Regions from separate parts of the Mus musculus genome. Here regions 1, 3 and 4 are each linked to region 2. Evidence: chromatin contacts called from public HiChIP or PLAC-seq data. All regions are on one chromosome and are shown on one strand. The core of a region is the stretch at or near the end of the contact, and the rest is flanking DNA. Distances in the headings are between cores, read along the strand shown.

What was found. HiChIP or PLAC-seq counts read pairs in DNA pulled down with a chosen protein or histone mark.
Region 1: an H3K27ac HiChIP or PLAC-seq map of VIP interneurons shows a contact between it and region 2, with 5 times the contacts expected there. The contact joins the enhancer-like site here to the promoter of Bace1 in region 2. A contact is called at or near these places in 2 of 39 promoter capture datasets (cranial neural crest and hippocampal neurons) and 8 of 115 datasets of contacts at active chromatin or transcription factors (VIP interneurons, craniofacial prominence, embryonic basal ganglia and 4 more).
Region 3: a contact with region 2 is called in an H3K4me3 HiChIP or PLAC-seq map of embryonic limb bud, with 4 times the contacts expected there. The contact joins the enhancer-like site here to the promoter of Bace1 in region 2. A contact is called at or near these places in 1 of 39 promoter capture datasets (embryonic stem cells) and 5 of 115 datasets of contacts at active chromatin or transcription factors (embryonic basal ganglia, embryonic forebrain, embryonic hindbrain and 2 more).
Region 4: an H3K4me3 HiChIP or PLAC-seq map of forebrain shows a contact between it and region 2, with 4 times the contacts expected there. The contact joins the promoter of Fxyd6 here to the promoter of Bace1 in region 2. A contact is called at or near these places in 4 of 39 promoter capture datasets (cranial neural crest, embryonic stem cells, hippocampal neurons and 1 more) and 9 of 115 datasets of contacts at active chromatin or transcription factors (craniofacial prominence, embryonic basal ganglia, embryonic forebrain and 6 more).

The regions. Positions count from the first base shown.
Region 1 is chr9:45,345,119-45,352,120 of GRCm38.p6, forward strand. Tmprss13 (transmembrane protease, serine 13) reads left to right here. Exons shown (of 13, transcript NM_001013373.2): 12 at 108-260; 13 at 874-2,463. The coding sequence ends at 900. Among named protein-coding and RNA genes, the nearest start is that of Fxyd6, 22 kb to the right of the region's middle. Within about 2 kb of position 4,698, at least 12 of the 459 cell types and tissues checked have an H3K27ac peak or open chromatin away from gene starts, as enhancers often do. A contact at or near this core is called in VIP interneurons and embryonic stem cells, where this site is marked.
Region 2 is chr9:45,836,217-45,843,780 of GRCm38.p6, forward strand. It overlaps Bace1 (beta-site APP cleaving enzyme 1), which reads left to right and starts at 2,329. Exons shown (of 9, transcript NM_011792.6): 1 at 2,329-3,072. The coding sequence starts at 2,812. It also overlaps the pseudogene Gm7286.
Region 3 is chr9:45,460,896-45,467,786 of GRCm38.p6, forward strand. All of the region lies in intron 3 of Dscaml1 (DS cell adhesion molecule like 1), which reads left to right. Among named protein-coding and RNA genes, the nearest start is that of 4833428L15Rik, 33 kb to the left of the region's middle. Within about 2 kb of position 4,881, at least 11 of the 459 cell types and tissues checked have an H3K27ac peak or open chromatin away from gene starts, as enhancers often do. A contact at or near this core is called in embryonic limb bud, where this site is marked.
Region 4 is chr9:45,364,851-45,371,691 of GRCm38.p6, forward strand. Fxyd6 (FXYD domain-containing ion transport regulator 6) reads left to right here and starts at 5,335. Exons shown (of 8, transcript NM_022004.6): 1 at 5,335-5,638.

The sequences.
Region 1 (7,002 bases), core at 3,448-5,947, 490 kb before region 2:
TAGGATCAATATGGAGGTCAGAGAGTAGAGAGCCGCTCTTTCCTGACTTGGACCCATCCCCCTCCCTTTTGCACCAGACCGACTCACCCTCTGGCTCTTCCTTGCAGGGAGACAGTGGAGGACCTCTCGTCTGTGAGCAGAACAATCGCTGGTACCTGGCAGGTGTCACCAGCTGGGGCACAGGCTGTGGCCAGAAAAACAAGCCTGGTGTGTACACCAAAGTGACAGAAGTACTTCCCTGGATTTACAGAAAGATGGAGGTGAGCGCTCAGCTCAGGGATAGAACCTGGAGGAGGGTGGAGGGTGTTCAGACAAAGACCATCTGAGCTATGTGCATTTGAGGATGTCCAAGACAGGACTAGATGTCAGTCATGGGATCGATCAGTCCAAGGTGTCAGTTTTCCCTCCTTTTGCTCCCTTGGAAAAGAGCTGGCAGTGTTGTAGAAGGGTGAACCTTGGTATGTTGTCAACACCAATATAGTTCTCCTCTCCTAGTGATACCCAAAGGTATCCAAAATGACCACTAGAGTGTGCTAGGAGGTTGCCTTCCATGGCATGAAAGTTGCCCCTCAGGAAATGATGGATCTGCTCTGCTGGCTCAGCTCAGCTCAACCCTGCTTCCTTACTGTTCTCCAGCCTACAACTGTAAAGCCCAGTGCTGAGGCCAACCCTCCCTCTCTCTGTGGGCAAGATGATACAGGAGTCAGAGGGAAACTGCATCAGACCGCCCTGCCATAAGCCTCGGAGTGCACTCCCTCTCTCTCAGAGAAGATGCTAACTAGCATTCAGCTGGACTGTACGGGAAGCCCTGGTCTCTCTAGTCCTTGAGTTTCTGTGTTTCACGCTTACCCTGTTTTCTGGTCTCTTCCTCAGAGTGAGGTACGATTCCGGAAATCTTAACCATGTCCTCCTCACGTTGCTGACTGCTATGAAGATCCTGGGCACAGGGATGGGCCATTTGCAGCATCTGGACCAGTGACCACCAGGCACCTTTGTTTCTTCCACCTCTGCTGTCTGCTGTCTCTGGGAGAGTGTGTATGTGGTGTGTATGTGTTTGCATCGTGTGTGTGTGTGTGTGTGTGTGTGTGTGTGTGTGTGTGTGTGTGTGGTGTGGTATGTTACTATTATAAATTCTTCAGAAAACAGGAAAACTCAGCTCTTCTCAGAATCCCAGGCTGGAGATCTGGAGTTAAGAGTTTGGGCACCAGGTGTGTTCCTACGAGTCCATAAGTGTGAAGGTGGAGCCAAAAATGAGCCTGGGCAGGACTTGGAACATGACAACAGCAGTTGTCGCTCTTCTGACTCTGACTTGAAGGCCAGCCAGGATTGGTCAGACACCCAACAGCCAGTAACACCATTGCTGTGCTGGGACAGCAGCAAGTTTTGTCAGGGGCTGTCTTGTCGGTGCCCGGACCATCTGTCCTCCGTGGAAAACCTTTACCATCTGTGAGCAAGCATCCGGCCCTCTCTGTCACTTGCAGCTGCTGTGGGCTCCAGAGCTGGGCTCTGCTGTAGCTGCCCATCTCTAGGTAATGACTGTGACTCAGGCTTGCTGTGCCTTTGGTCACAAGCTGTTGGGATGAATTTTATTTTTATATTTAAAATATAGAAATAGATGTAACTTTAAGGCGTCTCCAAAAATCCTAGGGACCTTGGGAGGTTTTTTTTTTTTTTTTTTTTTTTTTTACATGAATTACTTCATGAACTCCAAGGGACCCATGGGAGTTGCAGCATCCTATAATATATTATACCACTGAAGCATCCTGTGATATATTACTGGCTTCATGAAATCAGGTGAAGTGCCTTGATGAAATCCTCAGGACAGACACCTCCAGGTCAGTGGAGAGACTAGGGACCTTTGAAATACTCAGGGAAGAAAACCCTCCTTTGGGTTGACAGAAAAATCCAGTGCATACTGGTCTAGCCTCCAAGGACTATAGCCAGCCAGAAGAAATAAAGATGTGTGTGCTGCCCTGGTTCGCCTCCTGGGACCTCTGAGGAAGTCCACACATACAGCATCGTTTACACCCAAGGGCTGACAATGAAGTCTGCTTCTGTCATCCTTCATCTTTTGACTTTGTACTGACTTAAAAGGCCATGAAGAGAATGCAAGACCTGTCCTCAGAACTTCTAAACAGCCCTTGTGAGTGGCCTCAGTTGGCCATTCTCCTGGTCTTCCCTGGGCCTTTTCTCTTGGTTACCTGTTGTTACTCAGCTCCACTCTCTTCAGCCTTCCTTGGGCCTACCAGACTTCTGTGATACTGAGTCTCGGAGGCAAGTTCAAGGAGATCAGACCAGCTCAGGACAGCTCAGGCAAGCTGGAGGTCACTGGAGTGGTTGGGCAGCATCAGACAGGGCTGAGACACAAGGGAATCTCTTCAAGGCTGGGAAGGAGGCGGGCAGCATCCATGTGTGCAGAAGATCCCAGCAATGAGCTTCCATAATAAAATCGTGTGGCACAAAGAAGTTGTTGGGTGCTTCATTGATGACGTAGGTAGAAACATCAAGATGGCCTGCACTCTGCCCCAGTGCCCAGGCATCTTGGACATGATTCTTCTTGACTTTCTCATCTTTGGCTTCTGCTCACCCATTTGCACATCTGTTCTTTGATTCCTTCCCCAATGAGAGCAGAGCTCAGTGGTGCCAGGTACTGATGCTAAGTCCAGACAATCCACAAGCAGTACAGCACTCTCTAGTCTTTGTGATGGAAGGGATGCTTAAGTGTGGGTACCACACTTGGAACATGGACATATGAGCCACCGGCCTCATCCAGAGAGGAGAAGTTTGAAGTGAGTTTTAAAGAGGAAGTGAACATTCCTAAAGTAGATGTGGCATGGGGCAGGCACTCTAGGGTCAGACGTTTCCCCTCGTCCTCTGCCTCTGCCTTTGTTATCTCAGCAAGAAGGGTGCTTATAAGCCCCAGTGATGACCTAGTTCTTTACAAGAGGGATGCGTCGGTGGCCTTTTCTACAAGATCTACTCCTCCATGCTTCTCCCTAACTTTTGCTGTTGTTTATTTTTCGAGACAGGGTTTCTCCCTGTAGCCCTGGCTGTCCTGGAACTAGCTCTGTAGACCAGGCTGGCCTTGAACTCAGTGATCGATCTGTCTCTGCTGGGATTAATGGTGTTCACCACTGCTGAACCAGCATTACTACACTAGCTGTAACAGATATGTCTCCACTAATGGCTGTCCAGCACCACTGCCACATTTGAGCATCCCTGTTGCCACAGCCAGCATTTTCCAGGTCTGCATGTGCCTGGCCGATGCTACATCTATGTCATTTGCATCTCTCATCGATGCCCAGGTGATCCTTCCTCTGACTCTTTTCTTGCTTCATCTGCTCAAGAAGGCATAAGGATGGCAGGGGCTGTGGCTACTGGATTCCTTTTTTTTTTTTTTTTTTTTTTTTTCCATAAGCAAAGTGTGCGTATCTCTCCAATGGAGTGTGGTTCTCATCCATTAAAAGGTCCCTGGGGTGCTCCCTCAGCTGGAGGCTTTCTCTCACGTGGGCTTTCCAGGACCTAGGTCTTTCCATTGTGTGACTGTCACGGCCCTCTTGTCTGCTTTTGGTGCAAAGGAAACCAGGTAGAAGACACACCCATTTCTTAACTGCCTGGCTCAGAGGCGATCCCTGTGAGCCTACCACAGTGTCGCTGAGAGGCCTTGGGGCCAGGAATGACAGCCTTTGAGGCAGTACATACTCACTTTAGAGGACAGCTACACATATCTCCGTTCACTTTAAGAAAAGCCAAAACTGGGGCTGAGTAACAAGACTTTGGCCACTACTGTGCATCTTTCTCCACATAACCAACTCTTTGCAGGGTATGTCGGACTTCAGATTGTAAGCTGATAGGCAAGTAGGGAAAGGCATGGGGATCGTACAGGAAAAAATAATCAAGCACCACAAAGGAAACAGAAAATATATTTCTTCAGCCCAGGACACCCATAGAGGCTAAAAATCTTACATAAAAGAGGTGGCGGGGGCTGGGCAGTGGTGGCGCATGCCTTTAATCCCAGAACTTGGGAGGCAGAAGCAGGTGGATTTCTGAGTTCGAGGCCAGCCTGGTCAGTTTCTGAGGAGTTTCTCAGGGATGCAAATGAGAGCCCCGGGAACTGCAGGGAACAGGGTTGGTGAACTCTGTGGAGAGGAGCCACTTGCAGCTTGGCTGGGGATCTGGCTGCCTCTGGGGTTTGATTAGCTTCCCGGGGGCCATTGTTTCTCATAATTGCTCTCCTTTGTTCTGATGCAATTGGGAGAACTGGAGGAGATGCACGAATGCTCCCAGCAATGACAATGAGGAGGACAGGGACAGCAATTCAGTATCTGCCTGTGTCAGACACTGAGCAAAGCACCTGACATCCATTATTCCTGTAAACCTGTAATCCCACAAAGCACGTGGTAACCATTCCAGCTTTGTAAACAAGGAAACAAGGAAGTGCACCTCCCAAAACACAGGCTCTCAAGGGCCAGAGCTGCACTGTGAATCTGTGGCTGTGGAAGCTTTCCCCCTACACTCCGCACCTAGCCTACTCCCAACCCCAGGTGAAGCCCCTCTAACCTGAGACCTCAGTAGGGCCTGGCTCTGTGTATCTTTCCAGGATAGGAGGAAGGGAAAAACACCCCAGGGACAGCTGGGTGGAAACCCTTGGACGTGATGAGAAGCTTAGACTTGGCAATTTCCAGAACCTTGGAGAAGGGCATCCAGAGTCAGAAGAGGCCCTGCTCCCAAGTGCACGGTGTCTAAGAAGCCCTGTCACACTACAACAAGCTGTCATTCAGTCTTTGTCTTCTTGATCTGGGTCAAGGTCTGTAAAAGGCACATACCATTCATTCTCTATTTCCTCTGCAAGGGACCTCACCTCCTGTCATTTGGAAAAACTGTGGCTCAGCCCAGGAAGTAAACAACATCCTGGTCTTGCCGCACAGCTGCCCAGAAACCTAGGAGGGCCATGTACAGATAGATGATCAGTCCTGGACCACCCAGGAACAAAGCTTTGTTTAAAACAGGCCTCCCAGAAAGATAAAGGTCTGGCCTGGTCTTTGATCCTCGACAGCTCAACTCCTCCGAATAGGAGACGGAGTGTAGACATCACAGGATGCCTTCCCTACACAATCCAGAGTCTCCAAGAGTCAGCCACACCTGTGCTTTCTAATTACACTGTTGTAGAGGTTGGACCCAGAGTACCTGGAGATGCAAATTCCAGCTTCACCACTTGCTTAACTATGTGATCCCAGCAAGCCAATCCCTCTATTTCCTCATAAGCAAAGTGTGTGTATCTCTCCTGCGTGCTGTAGAATTAAATGGGATGGTAGACAAAAACAAGAGACACAAAGAGACTATCTAGTTCGTTTGTCACTATATCCCTTCAGCAAACAAAGAAGAGTGGTCATGTGACCCAATCTTTAAGTTCTAGTAAACTTACCATTTCTCTGTATAAGTTTTCTAAGCAGTGAACTGCTCTTTCAGGAATAGATACTATTACCTAGGGTGGGTGGCTATCCAGCTGGCCATCTCTCTAAGCCACAAAACAGCAAGTGAACTTCACCTGTTCCCTTTGTCACATGGAAGAATTTTCCTCTAGAGCTTAGTGTCTCGACCAATGGCCTCTGACCCGCCAATGGAGTTGGCAAGTTTAGAGCTGTAAGGGTCACATATCCTCAGCTAATTCTCTTCCCACAGCCTTCTGCCCACGAATGCCCATGTTGTTACGTCCAGTGGGCATTTGTAAGTTCTCCTCTCACTGAAGTCTCTGTGGTTCTTCACAGTAGAGTAATCCCTCCTTGACAAAATCACCAACTTCCATGCCACCAACTCTTTCCCTTCCTCCTCGGGGCCTCTGGCTGACCTTTCTTGGTGGTCCATACATTCTGTGATGATGTTGCTGGGAGATGTGCCCACGCTCTCTTCTCTTCTGTGGTACATGATTATGTGGGCTATATCTCTTCTCTTGGTGGCAAAAATAACCCACAGCAGAGAGAGGAAGAGTCTATTTTCACTCATGGTTTTAGGAAGTTTCAGTCCCTTCTGGTGGGGAAGGCGTAGTGGACCAGGATTGCAGAGTGAACCGGGACTGCAGAGTGGCTCGTTACATCTTGGCATTAGACAGGAAGCAGAGGGCACTCTGTTAGGAACCAGCCTTAGCCACTCCTCTGCCCCTGTCTCTGGCAACATCCATTTCCAACCAGATCCATTTCCTCCAGCAAGGCTCCACTTCTGTCTTAGTCACTGTTCTTCCTGTGACCGCATCAGCTCTTACAATAGATTTATTTCAGTTGGCGTTCGGCTTCCGAGGTTTAGTTTATTATCATCATGATGGGGAGCATGGCAGCACACAGGCAGACATGGTGCTGAAGAAGATGAGAGTTCTACATCTGGACCCACAGGCAACAGGAAGAGGAAGCCATGGAGACTGACTCTGGTTTCTGAAACCTCAAAGCCCACACCCCTATGACACACTCCCACCAAGGCCATACCTTCTAATCCTTTCAAATGGTGCTAATCCCTCAGCATTCACGTATAGGAACTATGGGGATCATTCTTATTCAAACCATCACAACCTCCTAAAAGTTCCACAATTGCACTCCAAATTTCCCCAAATAACATTGTTACCTGCAAGCTGGAACCAAATGTTCAAACCTATGAACTGGTAAGGATCATTCCATAGGAAGCCATGTGAGTGAGCGGTACTAATGCTCCATGCTCAATGGTCCACTCATTCTCGTCCTGGGTTTCCAAACTTCTACAGAGCCGGCGGGAATTTGCTTCATCTCGCTAAGGTGGAAGGAAAGTCACAGATCTTCTTACATCAGATTTATCTGACTGAGCTGCTTCAGCAGGGCTGAACAATATCTGTTTTCGTGTTCTTCCCTCAGAGCACAGGGCAGACTGCTTTCCAGGCTGGGTGTCTACATGGGCACCACCCGGAAGAATGCACAAGTGGAGAAAAACCTCCAAGAGTCTCAGAAAAGCCACACTTCTGGTCAGGCTCAGGTGGCTCTT
Region 2 (7,564 bases), core at 1,079-3,578:
CACATTGAAGGTAGGAACACGGAAGGCCATGTCAGTGAGCTTCCCATTCAGCTCTGGGATGACCTTGCCCACAGCCTTGGCAGCATCAGTGGATGCAGGGATGATTTTCTGGGCAGCCCCACAGCCATCACGCCACAGCTTTCCAGAGGGGCCATTCACAGTCTTCTGGGTGGCAATGATGGCATGAACCGTGGTCATGAGCCCTTCCACAATGCCAAAGTTGTCATGGATGACTTGGCCAGGGGGGCTAAGCAGTTGGTGGTGCAGGATGCATTGCTGACAATCTTGAGTGAGTTGTCATATTTCTCATGGTTCACATCCATCACAAACATGAGGGCATTGGCAGAAGGGATGGAGATGATGACCCTTTTGGCTCCACCCTTCAAGTGGGCCCCGGCCTTCTCCATGGTGGTGAAGACGCCAGTAGACTCCACAACATACTCAGCACAGGCCTTACCCCATTTGATGTTAGCGGGGTCTCGCTCCTGTAAGATCGTGATGGGCTTCCCATTGATGACAAGCTTCCCATTCTCAGCCTTGACTGTGCCATTGAATTTGCCGTGGGTGGAGTCAGACTGGAACACGTAGACCATGTAGTTGAGGTCAATGAAGGGGTCGTTGATGGCAACAATCTCCACTTTGCCATGTGGAGAGCAGATGGCAGCCCTGGTGACCAGGCGCCCAATACGGCCAAATCCGTTCACACCAACCTTCACCATTTTGTTTACGGGACGAGCCAGGCACTGCACAAGAAGAAGCGTCTGTCTCTGGAACAGGGAGGAGCAGAGAGCCCCTCAGCTTCTTTATTTAAGATGTTTCCTTCTAGTTTACCTTTTTTTTTCCTAATCAGAATGACTGCTGTATTTTATCGAGGGCTTTCCACCTCTGATAAATGATATGATGACACAGTCACACAGTTTTAAGCTATCAGGGCCCCAAAGCTCTTCATCTCAATGAGTATGCTGGAATGTCTCCCAGTGATATACCAATTTGAGAGCAACTGATCCTCACTCTGACTGATGGGAAGTAATCAGATGGGTCATGAGGATTCGTGACAGGAAACCATCAAAGACACAAACGGGCCGGGGGGTGGTGGCACACGCCTTTAATCCCAGCACTTGGGAGGTAGAGGCAGGCGGATTTCTGAGTTCGAGGCCAGCCTGGTCTACAGAGTGAGTTCCAGGACAGCCAGGGCTATACAGAGAAACCCTGTCTCCAAAACAAACAAACAAAAGAAAGACAAAGGGATTCAGGCATAGAAGAGGTGGCCACCTCATAGCTGGGGCAGGTTAAATGCTCTGAACAGAAGAGGCGGCAGGTCTCCCTGTCGGATCCCAGTGACTGGTTTGTTGACTGGAATACTCTCGTCCCTTTCACCTTGCTCCTCCAGCCTCTGCTCCTGAAAACACTTCCAATTTTAAGGTCACCTCTTCTAGATTGCCCATTTTTTGTTTCTTTTTTGAGGCAGAGTTTCTCTATGCAGTCCTGGCTGTCCTAGAACTACCTATGTAGAACAAACTGCCCTTGAATTTACAGAAATTCTCCTGCTGAGATTAAAGGCAGGTGCCTCAACATCCGGGGTATACCCCCAAATTTTGTTTTATTTTATTTTATTTATTGATTTTTATTTTATTCTTTTTTTTCTTTTTTTTTTTTTTTTTTTTTTTTTTTTTGGTTTTCGAGACAGGGCTTCTCTGTGTAGCCCTGGCTGTCCTGGAACTCACTCTGTAGACCAGGCTGGCCTGGAACTCAGAAATCCGCCTGCCTCTACCTCCTAAGTGCTGGGATTAAAGGCGTGCGCCACCACGCCCAGCTCTATTTATTGGTTTTTTGAGGCAGGTTTCCAGCTTACCCCAAAATTCTTAACATCACACTGTGGCAAGAATCACAGTTCTCCCCGGTTAATCTCTTTTTGGGATCTGTGCTTCTTTTTCTACTCCTGTGCAGGGGTAAAGTGGCTGGCATGCATGACAGGGTGCGCACGGGGGTGTGGGGGGGTGTTAACCAATGCTGATTCAGGAAAGTGAGGCAGGAGAATTGCATCAAAGTTGAAGCTAGCCTAGACTACACTGTATGTTTGCAGGACCCTGTACCCTAAATAAATAAATAAATAAATAAATAAATAAATAAATAAATAATGAAAGAAGGACTAGCAGATGAGAAGTGTATGATATTGGTTCCTTCTTGCTCTGCTAGAGCTAAGGAAATGCTTTCCCGCTAGGGTCTTGCAGAGTGAACTCCATCTCGGCAGAGGGCATCCCAGACCCCTTTCAGCTCCGGAAGCTGGGCTGTCTGCCATGGGAAGACTACACTTCCCAGAGATCCCAGGGAAAAGCAAAAACCCTTTGGCTTTGACAGCCACCGCCACAAGCCTTTCCGCCTCCCCAGCCTGCCTAGGTGCTGGGAGCTGGGAGCTGGATTATGGTGGCCTGAGCAGCCGACGCAGCCGTAGGAGCCCGGAGTCCCTGTCGGTCCCCAAGCTGCAAAGCCCGCCTGGAAGACCCCGAAAGCTACGGGCTCGGATAGCCATGCCCGCCCCTCCCAGCCCCACAAGGGGCCCGATCCCCCCGCTGGCGGCCGGCGTCCAGATGTAGCTGGGTCCCCTGGATCGCCATCGTCGTCTCCTCTCGTGCGCTACGGATTTCTCCTGCCCACTCTCCGCCGCCTGGACCGGGAACTGAGCGAGGGGCCTGCAGACTCTGCAGTCCTGATGCCGCCGAGGCCGCTCTCCTGAGAGAAGCCACCACCACCCAGACTTAGGGGCAGGCAAGAGGGACAGTCACCAACCGGACCACAAGGCCCGGGCTCACTATGGCCCCAGCGCTGCACTGGCTCCTGCTATGGGTGGGCTCGGGAATGCTGCCTGCCCAGGGAACCCATCTCGGCATCCGGCTGCCCCTTCGCAGCGGCCTGGCAGGGCCACCCCTGGGCCTGAGGCTGCCCCGGGAGACCGACGAGGAATCGGAGGAGCCTGGCCGGAGAGGCAGCTTTGTGGAGATGGTGGACAACCTGAGGGGAAAGTCCGGCCAGGGCTACTATGTGGAGATGACCGTAGGCAGCCCCCCACAGACGGTAAGGTGGTCAGATCTAGCAACCCTCCTTCATGCATGGTAGAGGGGTGATAGGGTAGAGATGAAGCAGCCTGCCCTGATAAAATGGTTTGTTTAGTGGGTGCAGAATGACCGCCCGCTCCTATTCCTCCAGGATCCGGTTGGGAGTAGCCTTTCCATTTCCCGCCCCCTCTCACTGGCATCCAAGCCCCAGGACTGACTACTCACCTCTCACTCCCACTGCCCCATCCCCCCACGCCCAAGAAAGCACTTCAGTGGTGGCTGACCCTGGGGAAGGGCCAGGCACGGGGACACTGTAACAGGTGTCAGTGGCCGGAGTCTCTCATATTCCATCTCCACACTCTCCCCTACTCTAGTGTTGCGGGGGGGGGGGGGGTATCTAAGATCCCCACCTTCATCTTCTTGAGAACCCAAAATCCTGGCACCAGTTGGATCAATCAGCCCCTTACTCTAAGTCTGGGCTGCCATAAGCCAACAAAGTGAGAGTCTTAGTAACATCCATGTAGCCTCCAAGTCCCAATAGACTCTGGCTTCCCCTAGTCCCTTCCTCCTTTATCCCAACCCCCACTCTCTACACTCTAGCTCCTCCCCCACCCATGCCTCAGAACATGGCCAGAAGAGAGCTGTACTGAGTCTGAGAAAGATAAGCCTAGGGGAGCCAGAAACCCCTTGCAAGGGTTCTGAGACGGATGGGCACACAGCCATGGGAAGGGACTTCTCCCTGTCTTTTCCCGTCTTTTCCAACAGTTTCCAAGGTACCTGGGGTGGCTGGTGGAGGTTGTGTCCTCTACCTGTGCTGACTGGGAGTGTGGGCTTGAGTCAGCTATGGCCCATGTGGGGTTGCTGGCTGACCTCTCTGAGTGCATCTGCCACCTCCGTGGGCGAGTCTGGGTACTGGTTGGTGGCAGTGTGATTCTGCGTGTGCTTCTGTGTGTCACCTTGAGTCTGATCCTGTGTATCTCTGTGAGCTACCCTCAGTGGCTCCGGACCGTGTCCACAAAGCTTGTCCACGGAGGGTGTGGAAAGATGGGAGTGTGTGCGCTGGGGTCAGGGAGGAGACAGTCACACTTCCTTTCACTCAGGCAGTTGGATATGGGAGAACCACAGACCCCTGCTTTCTTGTTACTTGCTGGGTCTATACCACTCAAGCTTGCTTTGGGAGCTCTGAAGTCCTGGTCTCCCCCACTCACCCCTCCTCTTTGCTGTACACCATAACTTCCCAGAAGTCGTATGGAATCCGGGGGTCGGAGCCAAGTCAGAGCTAGAGTTCAGTCTGAGCCAAGAGAAGGTAAGATGTCAGGGAAGGGGACATGTGGAGACGTGGGACTCTAGTGACGTGCTGTGCAACTGCACAGATCTGTGATAAAGCCACAAGGACTTTAGGGTCAGACAGGCTAGAATCTGGGGGTCTGCCTAGCACCCTAGCCTTCCCTTTTCCCAGCAGTGTGACCTTAAGCAACTTATATAACTCTTGTTGGCTATTGCCTTCTCTTCAAAACATGGGAAATGGGGCCTCCTTTGCAAGACAATTGTGAGGATTAAATGAAACCACGTAGGGGACCATGCCTAGAAGAAATCCCTGGGTTAATTGACCTCCAATAAATATTACCTCCTTCTCCTTAACTGGCCTGGCCACTTCTGCCTCTTCTGTGCTATGCAATGAAGCATAAAATCTGGACCGTGTTGAGTATATTTAGTACATACTTCCCTGGTCCCCTGAGATGCAATGTAGGTGCTCCAGCCCAGCCCTTGGCAGAGAGTAGCTGTTGAGGGCTAGTCAGTGCCCTCCCCTCCCAGCTAGAAGTCAGAGCAGGGGGCTGGAGGTCACACACTAGCCCTGGGAACCCTGAGTAGAGGCACTCTGTGGTTGCACGTGCCTCTGATCCCGACCCTGTTCCAGCCAGCCTCGGCTCTGTGGCTATTTTGTTCCTTCCCTCAGCAGCCTGTGAGAAGGATGAGCCTTCTTCTTACCCAACGGGGCTATCAGAAGCAGTGAAATGGGATGGAGGGTGGCAGAGTTCTATGAACACAAACCTCTGGAATTTGGAGGGTTACTGCCCATGCTTGGTGGTCTAATCTACAAAACAATGGAAGACACACCTCTGCATGAAAGGCTTTAAAAAGGAAGTAAAATGTAAGTACTCCTTTGACAAAAGTGATGCTCTGTAGATTCTTATCTTTAGAACCCGCTAAACATGTAAATTCTCATGATCCCACCCCAGAGTCTGGGAGTCTGCAGGTCTTAAGGCTGAGAAGCACCGATCTATGAGGAGAAATAATGATGCCAAAGGTAGAGTTGGCTCAAGGGACTTGATGGAGTATGTGTTCATTGAGTGAGGTCCTGGAGGGTGGAAAGGAATGGGGCCATCCTAGCCAGGACCTGGCGCTTCTCCCAACACACCGTAATTGCTTCTCACTTGCTCCCCACTCTGGCCCAGAGACTATGAGAAACGAGAGACGAATGAGTTGTGTGTTTGAGCTTATGTGTGTTTGTTCAGGAGACAAGTGAAAGCCAGGCCAGTTGATACTGCAGGGTTATGCTGAGACCAGATCAATTTAGGTAAATAAAACGGAGCCCAACTGTCAAAAAGCCTTAAATGTCAGGCTATATGGTTTGGACTTCGGCTCTGAGGGGGGAAATTGAGATCATTTGTACTGGAGAATGATATGAAGCAAGCAAGCAGACGTCTGAATCTTAGGGAGAGTGGAATATAGAGCTACGGGAGACGCGAAGCTCACTTTCTGTGGAGAAGGCGTGAGGTTGCGGTAAGAGGGAGAGAGAAAGGAGGCCAGGATGCAAGGAATGTCACAAAACAGGCGAGCAGGCTGGGGACATCGTGTGGAGGGTGGAGAAGAAGGAAGGCATCAGAGGTAACTTGGTGATTCTGACATGGCGTAAGTTGAAATGGACCATTGGTGGACCAGGATACAGGGCAGGAGGGCATGGTTGGTATACACACTTGTTTTATTTTAATTCAGTGTGCATATCTTTGTTTGTTCTGGTTTGTTTGTTTTGCTGCATCCCTCACTCCTACCCCTTGCTATGTAGCCCCTGGCTAGACACAATTCATGAGCCTTCTGCCAAAGCCTTTAGCATGGTGGGACTAGAAGTGTACGCCATCACACCCAGCTTCTTCTTTTGTTCTGTTGCTTGGCTTAAGACAGGTCCTCACTGTGTAGCCCTGGCTGATCTGAATTTACCATGTAGACATGCTAGCCTCAAACTCCAAAAGATCCACCTGCCTCTGCCTCCCTAGTGCTAGAATTAAGGCTGTGTGCCACCAAGCCCAGTTTACTTGGTTCTTTGTTTATTTGTTCTTTCTTTCTGCGATCATGTATATGTATATGAGTATGTATATGCATGTATACAAACACACATATAGACGCTCTACATTATTCATAGCTTTCAGAAGGAAAAACAGGCTCTGAAAGGTAAACCCTTGGTCACGTGCTGTGTCAGTAAGCTGAGGCCCTCCCTACTTTACCCTTTGTTCTCCTACAATGGTATTGTCTTGAATAGCCTGTTGAGAGCATCCCTCTGCTGTGATGTCTCCCCTACAGTTGTGTAGTGTGCTATGACTATTTTTGTTTCCTTCATCAAACTTCAAGCTCTTGGGACTAGGGATGTAGTCTAGTGGTAGCACACTAGCCTAGCAAGCACATGGCTCTAGGCTCATTCCTCAGCACCACACAACTTTAAGTTCATTTTTTATTAATTAATTAATTAATTAGTGTGTGCATATACCACAAACTGCATGTGGAGGTTAGAAGACAGTCTGGAGGATTCTCCCTTTCTACCGTGTGGGTTCCAGGGTCTGAACTCAGCTTGGCAGGTGTAGCTGCAAGTACCTTCCCCCACTGAGCCACCTCACCAACCCAAAAGCTCATATTCTAATATGTATGATAATTTCTAGCTCAGACATCTGCTGAGTGAATGAATCCGTGAGCTACAGGATGTTGAAATAGAGCTGTTAACTGGGCCTGGTGACTCAGGTCTGTAACCTCAGCTCCTGAGGCTGAGGCAGCAGGATCAGAAGGTCAAGACTTAGCTGGGCTACAAAGTGAGTTCGGGGGAAACTCCCGAAATTACACAAAGCCTGGGGAATCTGACGAGACCCTGTCTCAAGTAAGAAAGAAAAGTCAGGGTGGGCTAGGGATATAGTTTAATTATACTGCACCAGCTAGCACCCCTGGTCCCCAAATGTACAGTGCGCATGCACTCCAGGTTCCTTGGTGCTGAGATCACAGGCATGAAACCTTAATTTCCGCACTTTCCTATCCTGCCTCATTTTCACTTCAAATGAAAAGCTGCACCTCATTGCATTAGGATAAGCATCACTGACCCAACACTGAAGAGTAGTTTGTTAGGAAGGAAATTTGGTAACAGTCATTTCAATATGATAAATATTTATTGAGCAACTGTTGTGTTCACAGGAGAAACAGTCCCAGCCTTTGGGGTGCTTACAATTTGGTGTGAAATACGGATGTATAAA
Region 3 (6,891 bases), core at 3,631-6,130, 370 kb before region 2:
GGAGGGGGAGCACGGGTGGGTCTGGGGCTGTGTGTCCAGTGACTACCCAGGTCATTTGGTGCCAACTAGGTATAGTGTGAGTTGACTTTGCCTGGCAGTCCTGTGGGCTCTCTGAGACTCTTGGAAGCAAATGTTTTCCTTCTGGGAGCACATGACTGAGATCTTCCTGAGTGAGCTGCAGTGTAGGAAAGAGCTTGCCTCCAGGTGTCCCAGAGTGTATCAGTACAAGGCGTCATCTAAAGAAGAGGCCTCCCTGGTGTTGTGTGTGGCTGGACATAGCAGGCCGGAGCTGTGCGGTGTTCCAGGTTGAGTCAGTTCCCTCCCCTGCGTTGGCTTAAGAATCTACCAGCTGACTGAATTTTTAGTTCATTATTTAAGCTAGCAAATGGGTTTTTTTTTTTTGAGCACTTCCTATGTACAAGATGCTGTGTTATGCAGACAGTGAATCCCAGGGGTCTTTGCTTGAGGACCCCAAGGGATAGGGGTGGGGGGAATTCCTCTTCCCACACACCCAAGAAACTCAACTTAAAATAGATATGTATGCACATGTATAAATAGTACGCACAACATAATTTGTACATATTGAATATGTATGTGTGAGCATTCACACATACATAGCCTTAGACTCTGTTACCTGCTTAGAGCTCTAGCAATTCCCAGAGCAGAGACCTGAGGGAGACACCGTGGTGGCCCGTCATGGCACACCGTATCTCGGAGCAACCCTCACCTCATGAGTTTGGTGACTGTGAAGGCTTTGTCTTTTCTCTCAAACAAAAAGGGCAGTTCCTACCCCACCCCCTTTATTTTTAAATGTTCTGAATTTTATGGATAGCTTTGACTCCTTGTTTAATGGGGTGTATTAGACATGGAAGCATGGGCAGGGATGGGTGGTCAGTAGGGAGCACTCATTTTGTTTTTGAAGGCCTTAATGTCTGACAAACAAGATAAGCTCAGGACACTGGTGTCCCTGACCCAAGACTAAGTGATGAAGGTGTAGGTGACCCCACTGGTCCAGACTTAGGGGCATCTCTAGTGCTTAGACAAAGCTCCTTTTCCAAGAATCCTACAGAATACATCCACTGGGCAGGGTGATCGCCTACAGAGGGGAGTTGCAGACCTGCTGGATGTCACGTATAGAGTCACCTGGGGGGCTTTCAAGAACATCAGTTTCTATACATGTACACACATGCACACACATGCATGCACACACATACATCATCATCATCAACATCATCATCAACAACATCATCATCATCAACAACAACAACAACAACGACATCATCATCAACGACATCATCATCATTCTCAATTGATGATCACTGGGGCGAGCCTCTGCTTGTTAAAGGCCCTGTGTGGTTCTCACTGGCAGTTGGGTTCCGGGTAAAGGAGACCATAGGAGTCAGCTCCTGGGGAGCTATACAGCATGGTTCATGCTTAGGGAACAGTTTGCCTTGATTGGAGCTCAGGAAAGATCAAAGGTGAGTGGGATCAACGCTACATGAGTCATGTATCATTAAAGAGCAATGGGAGCCACTGAAGATCATGAATTATGTGGGAATGTTCAGTGGTGTTTCCAGAAAAAGGCAGATGGTCTTCAGCCTCAGGTCCTGGAGTCCATGTCTGCCTTTAAATTTCCCAGAGATTATTGCTAAGCATCCTTAGGGATGTTAGGACAAGCATTAGCCTTTCTTCTACAGGGCTCATTCCCATCATGCTCCAGCCCCCTCTTGGTCCCATAATCCATAGTACTCCTAATAAAAAAAATTTAGACCTCTGAAATAACCCCAGATCTGACGAGTCTTGAGCAGCAATGCTGTGTGATTTTTCCTGGGAAGACACGAACAAATGTCTGTTCACTTGACCAGTGACAGACCGAGGGATGATCCCACCCAAGTCTGGAGAACCAATGAGTTTATGAGGTTGCCTACAGGAGGATGAGTGACTCAAAGCCAAGCTGTATCACCCAAAAGCTATCCCAGCATTGGTGATGACTCAGAAAAAACAAAACCAAAACCAAAAAAGGTTGTACCCTTGGAGCTTCAGGCACAACTTGCAGGCAGCTCCACTGAAAAGTCTCCTCTCCACAGGAAGTGTTCACTGCTTATGTAATCGCCTGAGTCTTTTTGCTTTCCGAACTCCCTGAACAGCATAGGTTTTCAGAGCTTCCCTTGGTATCCCAAGTCTAAGGAAGGAATGTTCAGTTCTGAGGAAATAGCTCAACAACTACCAAATTGATCTCACAAATAGAAAAGTCTACACCTGATCTCTTTTTCTTTATGGATTTCAGCAAAACACAGTCACACTAAAAAATACTGTGTGAGATTACCTTCGGGTTATGGTCACAAGCTGTGCTTGAAATGGAAGTGGTTTTAATATTTAGACTTGGGTCTCATCCTGGAGATATATATATATGACTATTTGCATATATATGTATATATGTATATGTGTATGTATGTATGTGTATATTGTCCACAATCTAAAAGATTTGGTGTCAAGACACTTAACTTTTGGTAATAAGCTAGGTTTTATTGTGCTCTTACAGTCTATGCCATACTTTGATATGCATTAAATTTGATTCTTCCATTGAGTTTGTGGAACATAGAAGTCCCTCCCCTTCATTTACAGATAGATGGCCACTTGAAGGCCTGGCGACTCCTGTACTTCTCCAGGGGCAGCTTCTGTGCTGGAGTGAGACCCTCTGCAGGTTTTGGCTTAGGTGTGACCTCATGGTTCCCAGGACTTCTCATCTGTTTCCTTATGGTGGAAGCCCATTACTCATGGGGATGTGCTTGGCCAACCTGTAGACCACGACTGGCTAAAGAAAGCAGTCCTTTGTACTAACTGAGTTCACCTCCTTAAGACCCTTTCAGGTTGTTCTCGTTTGGTATGTTTTTTTTAGATGGGTAACTGAGGCTCCGGGAAACACTTTACCTGATGTTGGGAGCAACAGGGTGACTCCCTGTTGGGATGACAGGGTGGGAGACAAGGAACTTCAGAGTCATGAGATTTGAGGATACCATAATGTACACAAGACTTGCCGTGGGGCAGGCCTTGTAAGAACTGCTTAATGCAAACAAATTTTGAATCTTTAAAGAAGGGGAGGGGCCAGTACACACCCTAAGACACCAACTTTGTCCTCCTGGGGCCTATTTCCTGAAGGCATTTCCTCTCACAAGGCATCCCACGGGGGCCACCTGGTTCTCAGCTCCATGATCCTCCACATGACGGACCATCTTCAGTGGGTGAAGAGAAGACTTCAGGCAGTAGGCCTCAGATCTGGACACTAGTCCCCAGGCTGCCACTGGGCTTCAGTCTACAGGGTAGAGGTCCAGCTCTCAGGCCTCAGTCTGGGCATGCGCAGGTTTGGGGTCTGCAGTGTGAGGGCCGGGATTAGCGTAAGAGCTCACACTGGAGACGTGGTGACCTCTCGAGATCTCTTCTCCTCATCCCCACTCCTGGGCATAGTTTCTTCCTTCACGTGCTATCTCTAAGTATATTGACCTCTAAGTCATCAGAAAGCGTGTAGAAGGTTCCGGTTTCCACTTCCTCTCTAAACAATGGCACGGCCTTTCTGTGCATGCTACTTTCAGGGGAAGCCCTTCTGTCCCTTCCTGCTCCATGGAGTTCAATAAACTCCATCAGAGTCATGCTGGGTGTTGGGAGTGTGGGGACAAGTTGGTGCCCTGCAGCAGGGTAACAGACAAAGTAAGAGACATGCTCTAATGTGTGTGCTAAGAAATCTTCACAAAATGGTCACAAAGAGACTGGATGGATGTAGTAGCCACAGCCATGCCCATGATAGCAAAGACACGGGAAACCAGTGAGGATGGATAAATGCGGTCTGCTCAGTCTATACAATGAATGCTATGTGGCAGGGGAAGCAAAGGATCCAGAACTTTGCACACTAGGCTGGACATGTTGCGGGGAGAGTGGCGAACGGGGAGAGGGGTGGGCGGAGAGCAAATTGCTGAAGCAGGGAAGCAGTGTGGCACCATTTGTATAAAGTTGGAAAACATGCTAGCCAGTTCTCCATAGTGTTTCTGGGTAGACACATATGCAGCGACAGCATTACAACATGTATGAGACAACAAACACCATACTCAGCAATGCTTACCTCCAAGGCAGAGGGGATGGCTCAGGAAAGAAACAACGGCCCTTCAGAACGCCTTATTTCTTAAATGGTTTCTTCTAAAAAAAAAAAAAAAAAAAAAAAAAGATCTGAAGAAAAAACAGAGCCAAAACAAAACAAAACAAAACCACAGGACTTTTTACTTTATTTATATGCTTATTCTTTTTTTTTAGCATGCTTGTTATATTTCATAAGAAAAGCTGTTTATTTGATGGCAGGGTACAAGGTTCTAGAAGGCTGATCCTGGGGCATGTGAGGAGAGGGGGCCTTGCAGGGGAGGTCGGTGCACTCACCAGCTGCCCAGCTCTGTCCTGTGGACACTTGTTTCCTAACTCCTCTTCCAGAGCCACTTTGGAGAGGGTTGGTGTGCATTAGTTGTTAAATAACAGCAATAAACGTGGTATAAATATGAGAGGAGAAGAACTGTGTCTGCCGTGGGACCTACCATAATCTGTTTCTCTCTTTAATGAGAGCCTGGAGACCCAGCGTGAGGCCACTGAAAATGAAGAACACTGGGAGGAGCGATGGGGTGCACGGCCTGGCAGTCTCTGCTTTCCCAAAGCCAGGAGCCTGGTAGGGTCTTAGCAGCCCTTCATCCTGGGGACAGGTGATCAACAGTTGCACACAGACCATTGAGTGACCATCTGGGCAAGAAAAAGTGGTTTGGAGATGGGAGGCCAGGAGAAACACTCATAATTAAGCCCTTGGATAGGCCACTCCCAGTTTCCAGATCATGTTACAAAAGAAAGCTGGGAGCACACACAGGGAAACCAGAGAGGGAAAAATGATCTCCTGCCCCACCCTCAGTGTCCCTAGAGCCTGCCCTGGGATCTGTAAAGCTGAGGGTCTCCCAGGCAGAGGCCCAGGGACTGCCAGCTGGTGTCTTGCTTTGGCTCCTAGAGGTACCTACCTTTATTACAGTTTGCCCCAGAAGAGTGATTGCTCCTGCCTCTTCCTCCATTTCTGTTCCCCTCACCCAGTTCCCCATCGGTACATACAGACAGTAAACCTGCTTTGTGAGGTCTAGAAGGAGCCTTGAAAATCACTGAATCTAGTCCCTTGGCAGATGTATAAAGACGGCATTTGCAGCCTTGATTGGACCTGGGGACCAAGTCTCAAGAAGCGCCCTGCTAGTGGGACATGGTGATATATAACTATAATCCCAGTACCTGGGAAACTGAAGCAGGGAGATCTTGAGTTTGAGGTCAGCGTGGAATGTGTAGTAAGACTGTCTCAAAACAAAAAATATTAAAAGGAAGTATCTTTTTATATTATAGCATAAGGGCTTTGGCCTCATTTTCCACCGAGTAGACTCATGCTGAGACCCTCTGAAACTGGGCTATCTCATCATATTGACAAAGAGGATAGAACTAGTGGTGTTATCAGTGCGTGCATGCATGTGTGTATGTGTGTGTGCACATGCATGTGTGCGTGTGTGATATCTAGATATCTGTCTTGCAGTGTGACTCCCTTGCACACAGTGGGTATTCGTGTCTTCATCTGAAAGCCCCTTTTTCATAAAGCTCTTAGCAAGAACTAAAATCTAGAATCTGCTTTCTAGGGGTTCTACCCTTGAGTCCTCCTGCTTCCTGCCCCTGCCCCTGCCCATCCAGGAGGCCTATCAGAGACTGGCAGACAGCTCCCATCCTCTCCTGTACCCCCTCCCTAGGGTCCTATTCTCCTTGTGATGGCACCCCATTTCTGTTCCGATCCCCTCTATTACTTGGCAAGATTTTCTCTCATTCTGGCTCTTGCTTCTGGACATGCCTAGGTTTATTACATCTTTTCAGAAACCCAGGCCTACAGGAGTAAGGTTCACACTGGAGATGGCCCTAGCAGAGGAACTAGGGAGTCTTGCTCGCCAGTATGCCCTGCCCCGAGTTTCTTTCTGAGCTACTTCATGGAGTTGGCTCCTTCTCATCACTGGTTCTGAACAACTCTGGGCTCTTTCCCTAAACCTCTCCTTGCTCTTATTTCCAAAACCAGAATAGCAGCTTTCTATAACCTAGACAGCAGCAGGATGCCCTTTGCCCCTTCTGAGATGCATCAGCTGGCTCAAATCCTAACTTTGTGTTCTAAATGCCCGGCACCCTTGTGAAGATGTCTGCGCGTCCCCAGGAAGCCATGATTGCCAGCTTGTCTTGTTTCTAATTTGAATTTATCATTTGATTCTAGTCAAGAGGAATTCCCTATCAGGGGGTCTTCTGAAAGAAGGGAGTCTATGTGGGGAAGGACCCTCAACAAGAAAGCAGGGACAAGGTGGACTCAGATCCTGGGCCAGGGGCCTCTGAGCAGGCTCCTTGCCTCATACATCACTCACATTAAATGTGACACTGGTAACAATTTCTTATTTCATGGCTATCATTTCTTGGACCAGCCTGTCTTATTTTCCTGATGACTCTAGCTGGTTCTTTCTGGAAAGTTCTTCCTTGACCCATCCCACCCCTTTTATTCTAAATTACTATGCATATAATCTACATTCTCCACCTTGGTTTTATAGGAGTGGTTGCCTGCCTCCTTCACTTTGGGGGTGAAGAGGCAGGGAGGTCAGGAGAAAAGTTACCATTCTTGTGTCACCAAGGGATAGTTGTTCAAGGACTTCTGACAGAAGTACTAAGTGTTTCAAAAGTTAAGCTCCTTCAGACATGGTGCCCTTGGGCAGTGTCTCCCAGCCTTGTCTATTCTCCACACAAGTAAAGACAACATTAATTGCTATATTGGATCAAACAAAGACTGGCAACAACTGGAGATCCCATAGCTCA
Region 4 (6,841 bases), core at 4,085-6,584, 470 kb before region 2:
CAAATCCTTTGATGACCTCTGGTAAGGACCTTTGGCTAAGCTTGGCAGTCATTGACTGAAGAGACAGTAAGAAAGAAGGTGTTAGCAATGTGTCAGCTCCGCCCCACAGTTAATTACCTGGCAATCGCCAGGTGTGCCTGACTCACTATAAAAGAGGCTGCTTGCCACCTCAGCTCTCTCATGCTCTCTTGCCTTCTTGCTCCAGCTCTGTCCCCTCGACCCTTCCCCATCCCCCCCCCCCCCGCCCACACACACACACACATGCTCATTGGCTGGCCTCTACTTCTCTACTCTCTCTCTCTCTCTCTCTCTCTGCCTTTCTCTGTCTCTACTATCCTCTCGACTCCCCTCCGGATGCCCTGAATAACCTCTATTCTATTCTATATTATACCATCCTGTGGCTGGTCCCTCAAGTGGAAGGGATGCCTCAGCACTGGCCCTCAGAGGCCCTTCCCCCATACCTGACCACTCCTCCATCAAACATATTTCCTCTCTCCTTTATCTTTTTACAAAACACAACAGAAGGTGTCCAACATGAGGATAAAAAGAGTTTGTTTAGGGACAAGCCCACACAAGGGGCTCATGAATCAATAGTTAACGATTGTTTAAATTGAGAAAGTTGTCAGTGGTTCACCCTGTAAGGCACGCTGTGAGTGGACTAATACTGCAAATCTGACTAGGGAGGCCTCGCTTCCATTAGGGCAGTCAACCTTTGAATGCAGAGTTATGGCTACAGAGGAGGCAGAATGACTCTCATGATGAGAGCCTTCATTTCCACAAGGCAATGTTTGATTCCACTCTGTGAGGTAGGTAGGAGGTGTGAGGATGTTTCAAATGAGGAAAGTCACATGAGCCTAGGTTAGAGGCCGGGAAAGAGGTGGCGAACTCTCCGGTTGGATGGAGCTCAGTACCCACCCACATGGGGGTGATGACAAGGGTGGTTGAGGGGTTTGGGAGGTGGTCATTGGGTTATAAACCCTAACTGTGACATTTGGCATTTGGACCCCAAACTCACAGGGATTGTGGGAACTAGACCCACTGTGATGGTTTACTCTCGTTGCCACCTGGGTTAGATTTAGAGGGGCTGTGGAAGCATACCTCTGAGTGTGTCTGGGAGGGTGTTTCCAGAAAGATTTAACAAACCAGGGAAGACTCACCCTGAGTGTAGGCAGAGCCATACCATGGGCTGGGGTCTGGATGGAATGTAAAGGAGACTGTGACCTACGTGCCAGCATGTGGCTCTCTCTACCTCCTGACTGTGGATGTGCTCAGGAAGCCCCAGAGGCTCCTGCTGCCATGCCTGTCCCCTCAGTGTGTGAGCCAAAACAAACATGTCTGTCCTGACATCTGTCAGGCATTTTGTTACAACAATGAGAAAAGCGACCATTGCCTTTATCAAACAAAAGTCAATGGAGGTGGGAAGACCGAGGCAGAGCCCGCAGAACCAGACTGGTGCCATGAAGGTCTGGCCTAGCACAGGAGCAATGGCTGCAAGAGAGTACACAGCTGAGAGAGGAATTGAGGAGAGGGGAGAGGGGAGCGGGGAGAGGGGAGAGGGGAGAGGGGAGCGGGGAGAGGGGAGAGGGGAGAGGGGAGCATGAATTTCTCTGGATGAGGAAGTGAGTTGAGGGTGGTGCTGTTGAAATGGAGAAAGATGTAGGGTATTTGGAGAGATGGTGCTATGGCTTGTAGCTTGCACATGGAATGTCTCACAAAGACTCAAGTGATAAAGGCTTACTCTCCAGCCCATGGCAGAGGTGGGAGGATCTTTAAGAGATGCAGCCTAGTGGGAGCCTTAAGTTTACTGAGTGCTCTTGAAAGAGCTAGTGAGAACCCAGGTGCTTCCCTAAACCCCACACCAGTCCTCTTCCTCCTCTTCCTCCTTCTCTTCCTCCTTTTCCTTTACCTCAGATACCAGGAGCTGAGGGGCCCTCCTCTGCCATCCACGCCCTGTTCCTCACATGATGTCTGCCTCAGCACAGGATCAGATCAACAAGGCTGATGCACCGCCAACTGAACCCTCCACAGCTGTGAGCCAAATAGTGCTTTTCTCTTTAGAAGGTGACGTAACTTCTGTATGTGTTATTAAGTGATGGCATAGTGACCCACACAGTAGGGATGTTGGATCCCTGGGTTCCTTGTCAGGAGCAGAGGAACAAGTCTAAGCCAGCGCCCCAAAACACGGCTGTTGACTGGATTATTTGGAAATTACAGGAAAAGAAGGGCCTGGCACAGTTTCCTGAGGGAGAAGCCTAGAGTAATGTGGGGAAGGTTAGGGAGGAATCCAAGGAGTGGTTTGGAATGAACATGGAATCTGGGAGCTGCCCTCTCCTGGGTGACAGCGCGCATAGGAAGGTGGTGAGCGGTTACACTGCAGTAGTTGGCGAGGGGAAGTTCGCCCTTTCTGTGGGTCTCTCTTGGAGAGGTATGGGTTAGGAGGGCCAGGGTAACTGAGAATTCTGGCAATCCCACACCCCTTTAATTGTCCATATGATCCCCACATGGGGATCTTCTCTGGAATGGCTACTTCTGGCATAGCTCATAGACCTAGTTACATGGCTTAGAGTGGGTGGATTTTCTAGCACGGAGCAGTCTGTGACCCACTCAACAGTGTATTGCTCCAATGAGCCTGGCACTGGGTCTTCCCATGGCTCTAGATGTGGGTACTCTCATGTGCTTCCCTCATCCTTAGTGAGTGTGTCTATGTGTTATCTGTGTGTGTGAGACTCCCTTCCCCCCCAAACACACCCATGCTGTTTAGAAACCAATCTGTTCTGGTGTGCTGTCCTGCCTCAGCTGCCCCTTTCCTCAGGCTTCCAGAGAAGCAATTGCGTAGCAAAGATCCAAGCTCTTTACCCAGCCTTCTAAACCCTGACTGTGAACTCTTTAGGAACCTTCTGAGCCAGCCTTTCCCAAATTCTTTTCATAGCAATTTTTGTATCCCCTCAGTGGCTTCCCATGGCCCTGGAGACAAAAGCTGAAATTGCCCAGGAACTGCCCGGCTGCCAAGCCTGGCATCTGTGTCCTTCCCTAGCCTGTCTCCTCTGCACTCTGCCACACCGGGAGCAATTCCCACACTCTGCAGTCCGCTTCAGGGCCTTTGCACGCACACATCGCTTCTGTTCCACTGTTGGCATCATTTCCCAAGCCTGCTTTGCACCTCAGTTGTTTCTTTCAGCGCATCTCCTTAGCACTCCCCGACTCTCCAGCTTGCTTTGCAAATGTTACATTCTCGGGGCTCTGAACCATTTGATCAAAATCCTTTTCACCCCTTATCTATAAAGGACAATGTTGTATCTAAAGAGCTTGACCTAGGGCTCAGGGAAGAGTCACGCCTCACATCCGTGTGTTGAAAGAATGGGGCAGCTGGTGACCTCTTTTAACCCGTGGACACATTTATCGCAGGAACCAGATGTGTTTCTTTACTCCCTAGAAGGGAGATGTGACTTTCCCAGGGCAAGGCTATGTGTTGCTTTGTAGCAGAAACCCCCAAATTCCACCTGGATAAACAAGAAAGGTTATTTGAGAGGCTGGCCCTGGCCAGTCCTCACAGACTGGATTCCACTCTCCTCCATAGCCAGGACTATCAGCAGCATCAGACACAGGCCCGGAAGTAGCTTGGCCATGTTCTCTGGCAGGAGACAGGCTGAACCAACAGGTGGTTGGGCTTAGAAGTTCTGACCCGTCAGCCTATCCTTTCCCAAACTGGCCTGTAAAGCCTGAGCTGGCAACCACTTACAAGGAGCGACTCCAACAGACAACTTAGAGGTGGGAAATGTCAGGACTCAAGGGCACTGGGAGGGAGGACCAATCTGCTTGCCCAGGACAGGGAACTAGTAAGCAGTGTGGTTTCATTTCTCCCACCCACAGCAAGTGGAAAGGGACAGGAGATTACAGTCCTCAGCTTACAGAGGAAAAGTTTGGGACAGAAGGTCAGGCCGCTGTCTGGAGCCACGTGGATTGGCAAGACTTGAGCCAGACTTTGATAAAAGGGTTTTAACTGTCACAGGAACCCTAGTGATTATGAAACTGGGCCAGGGTGGAGTCTTTTCAGCCCAAGGTCCTATGCTTAAGGGGTCAAACTATCCTCTACAGACTCCCCTTAAGCAAGGTAACCCAGTTTCTTCCTGGTAGCCATTGATGGCTTCTCTGCCAGTTCTAGGGCAACCTTGACTTCCCATCTGTTTTTTTGCCTTGGCCTTTGAGACTGGACCATTTGTTAAAGTGATTCAACCAAGCTGAAAGGCCACAGAATTATCAAGTTTGTTTGTTTGCTTCCTCTTCTTCCTCTTTCAACTCTTCTTCCTTTTCCTCTGAAAAGGGAAGATTTTCATGCCCTGAAACAAGATTTCTCTATGTATCCCTGGCTGTCCTAGAACTCTCTCTTTAGACCAGACTGGCCTCAAATCCAGAGATTCACCTGTCTCTGCCTCCCAAGTGTTGGGATTAAAAGAGTTGTTCTCCTCCTCCTCCTCCTCCTCCTCCTCCTCCTCTTCCTTCTTCTTCTTCACAAATGAGTAACTGTCCTGGTGCTGTGGTGCTGGAGAGGCAGGGCTGGGCTCTTGCTAGTAGAGCCCATTATTTCTGGGGTAGGGGTTGTCAGGAAAGCCTCGTGATAAGACCTAGAATTGGCTGATGCCAGCTGCTCTCCTCAATGCTTCAGCACAGGGTAGGCCAGCCTCCCTACAGCATCCCTTCAGTTGGCTAATTAGAACAGCCTTCCCCACTACAGAGCTTCCTGGATACCAACCTGCTGGGGGTGGTGGGGTGGGGTGGGGTGACCTCTGTCCATTCTTGCAAGCTCTTCTATCATTACTTAGAGTTAGTCAATGGAACCCTTGCTGGGAGTTAGTCTCACCTCCCTTTCCTAGATTAGGGAAAGGAACACTCCATATATGAGTGTTCATACTGATGCTACAGGTAGGATTGCAGAGCTAGGATGTAAATCTTTAAATTAATTTGTCACCTCGAATTTTGACTCTTAGTGACTAGGCTGGGGAGAGCTACTCTTAAAGCCTTCCGGAGTTAGGGATGGAGATGGGTGTCTTGAAAACGGGCTTCTGGGCAGCAAAACCCTGGTTCATGTGAGGGTCTTGTCCCCACAGCCCACCAGCTCTATTTGCAAACAACACTCCACCTAACTCTGGCTCCCATTCATGCTAATTGCGAACACAGCCAATGAACGCAGGTTGCAGGTGGCTGATGCTCCGTTGTTTCCTATTTTTCTGCCTTTCTCCCCTGATTTTCCTATTTCCGAAAAACACCAGCCCTGTCACGGTGTTGGTCTGGCTCATTTCCTACCCTCACCAAAGGGGGGGAGAATCAAAAAGCAACAGCTGCTGGCAAATCCGCTCCGGCGCTGGGCGCCTCCTCCGCGCGTCTCCTGTTGCTTCTTCAAGCCTCACTTCCCTTTGCGAAGAGCTCGCAGAGAGAAGGGCGCGGGCGACATCACAGGGGTCTGCAAGGGGACCCAGAAGCCAGTGGACGAGGGCGACCGGGGAGGCCAACCAGTCAGCCCCCTCTGGGAGGCGGGAAAGCTGCAAGCCGCGCCCACCGCCCTGCCCCCAGCGCGCCACTCCCGGCTGCTTGGACTCTGCTAGTCCTTCTGGGATCCGCTCGGAGGGGACCCAACGCCTAGGTGAGCAGCAAGGGAGGTGGGCAAAGTTGGCACCTTCTTCCGAGTGGAGGAGGCTTGGGTGGGGATCCGTCACTCTAGCGCCAGGTTCCTCCGAGTCTTGTTTGTTTCAGTGGGTGTGTGCCCAGGTCCCTGCCTGGGCGGCGGGAAATGGATTTGGAGATGTAAACAAGTAGATGAGCTTCCAAAAGCTAAGGATACCGGGATGGGGTTGCAGGCAATGGCGGTGGGCGATGCTGGTGGCTGGAAAATGCTTTTGAGGCTGCCCTGAGCTTGCATCAGGAGCTCCAGAAGGATAGAGGACCCTTTAGCAGGGGAGCTTCCCTTTGTTACTCGGAAGCGGGAGACCCTGCGGGGAATGGAGATGCGAGGACCCGGGAATGAAGGAATGTGAATGTGGACACATGGGCCACACAAAATGGAAATTTGCTGGCTTGGTGCTTGTGGGGTGTGGGCGTGGGCTCCGGGAGTGGCGAAGAGGCCCTGTAGACGGCGTTGGGGTTCGAGGATGAGGGGATTCATCTGACTGCATTGCCTTCTTTTGGTCTGTCCAGCTCGATTTTCTTTCCAGGGCTGCTAGTACCCTATCTCCATCGTTCCCAACCGGGGCTGGCCCTGGCGGAGCCTCCCCGCTTTATGTCTGCCCAGGGCTTTTCTGTAGAGTTGGTTGAGAGACTGGGTCTCTGGGCGTCTGCTCCTAGGAGCAGTCAGGTTGGAAATACCGGCCCACCCAAGCTGCCACCAACCTCCAGACCCAGAGGTTGTGATGCCTGGAGGCTTGGCTCCATCAATGTACCCTCTGTCTTTATTTCCTTTGTCTAACCTGTCTTCCCGCGCTACTGGAATTGGGATTTCTACCTTTGTAGTGGGACCAGTGGGCATCTCAGCCCTCTCAAGGACCCTTGGCACTAGTGTTCTGACTGCCCTCATATTGTAGATGTATGAATGTGTGTATCTGTTTTCCAACTTGGCCTTTTGCACGTGACCTGTCTCATGGTTGCCATGGAAACCCCTCCAGTTCAACCTCCCTCAGATTTCTGCCCATTCCTCACCTCCAATTGCCTCCCCTCCCCCCAATATGGTTGCTTAGATACTGGTTACCCTTTGCTTTTTAAAGGAGGACACCCTATGTCTGGCTCCCGTTCTAAACTGCCTGGCCCTTTACCCATCCCACCACCACAAGCACCACAAACACAAGTGCTCACA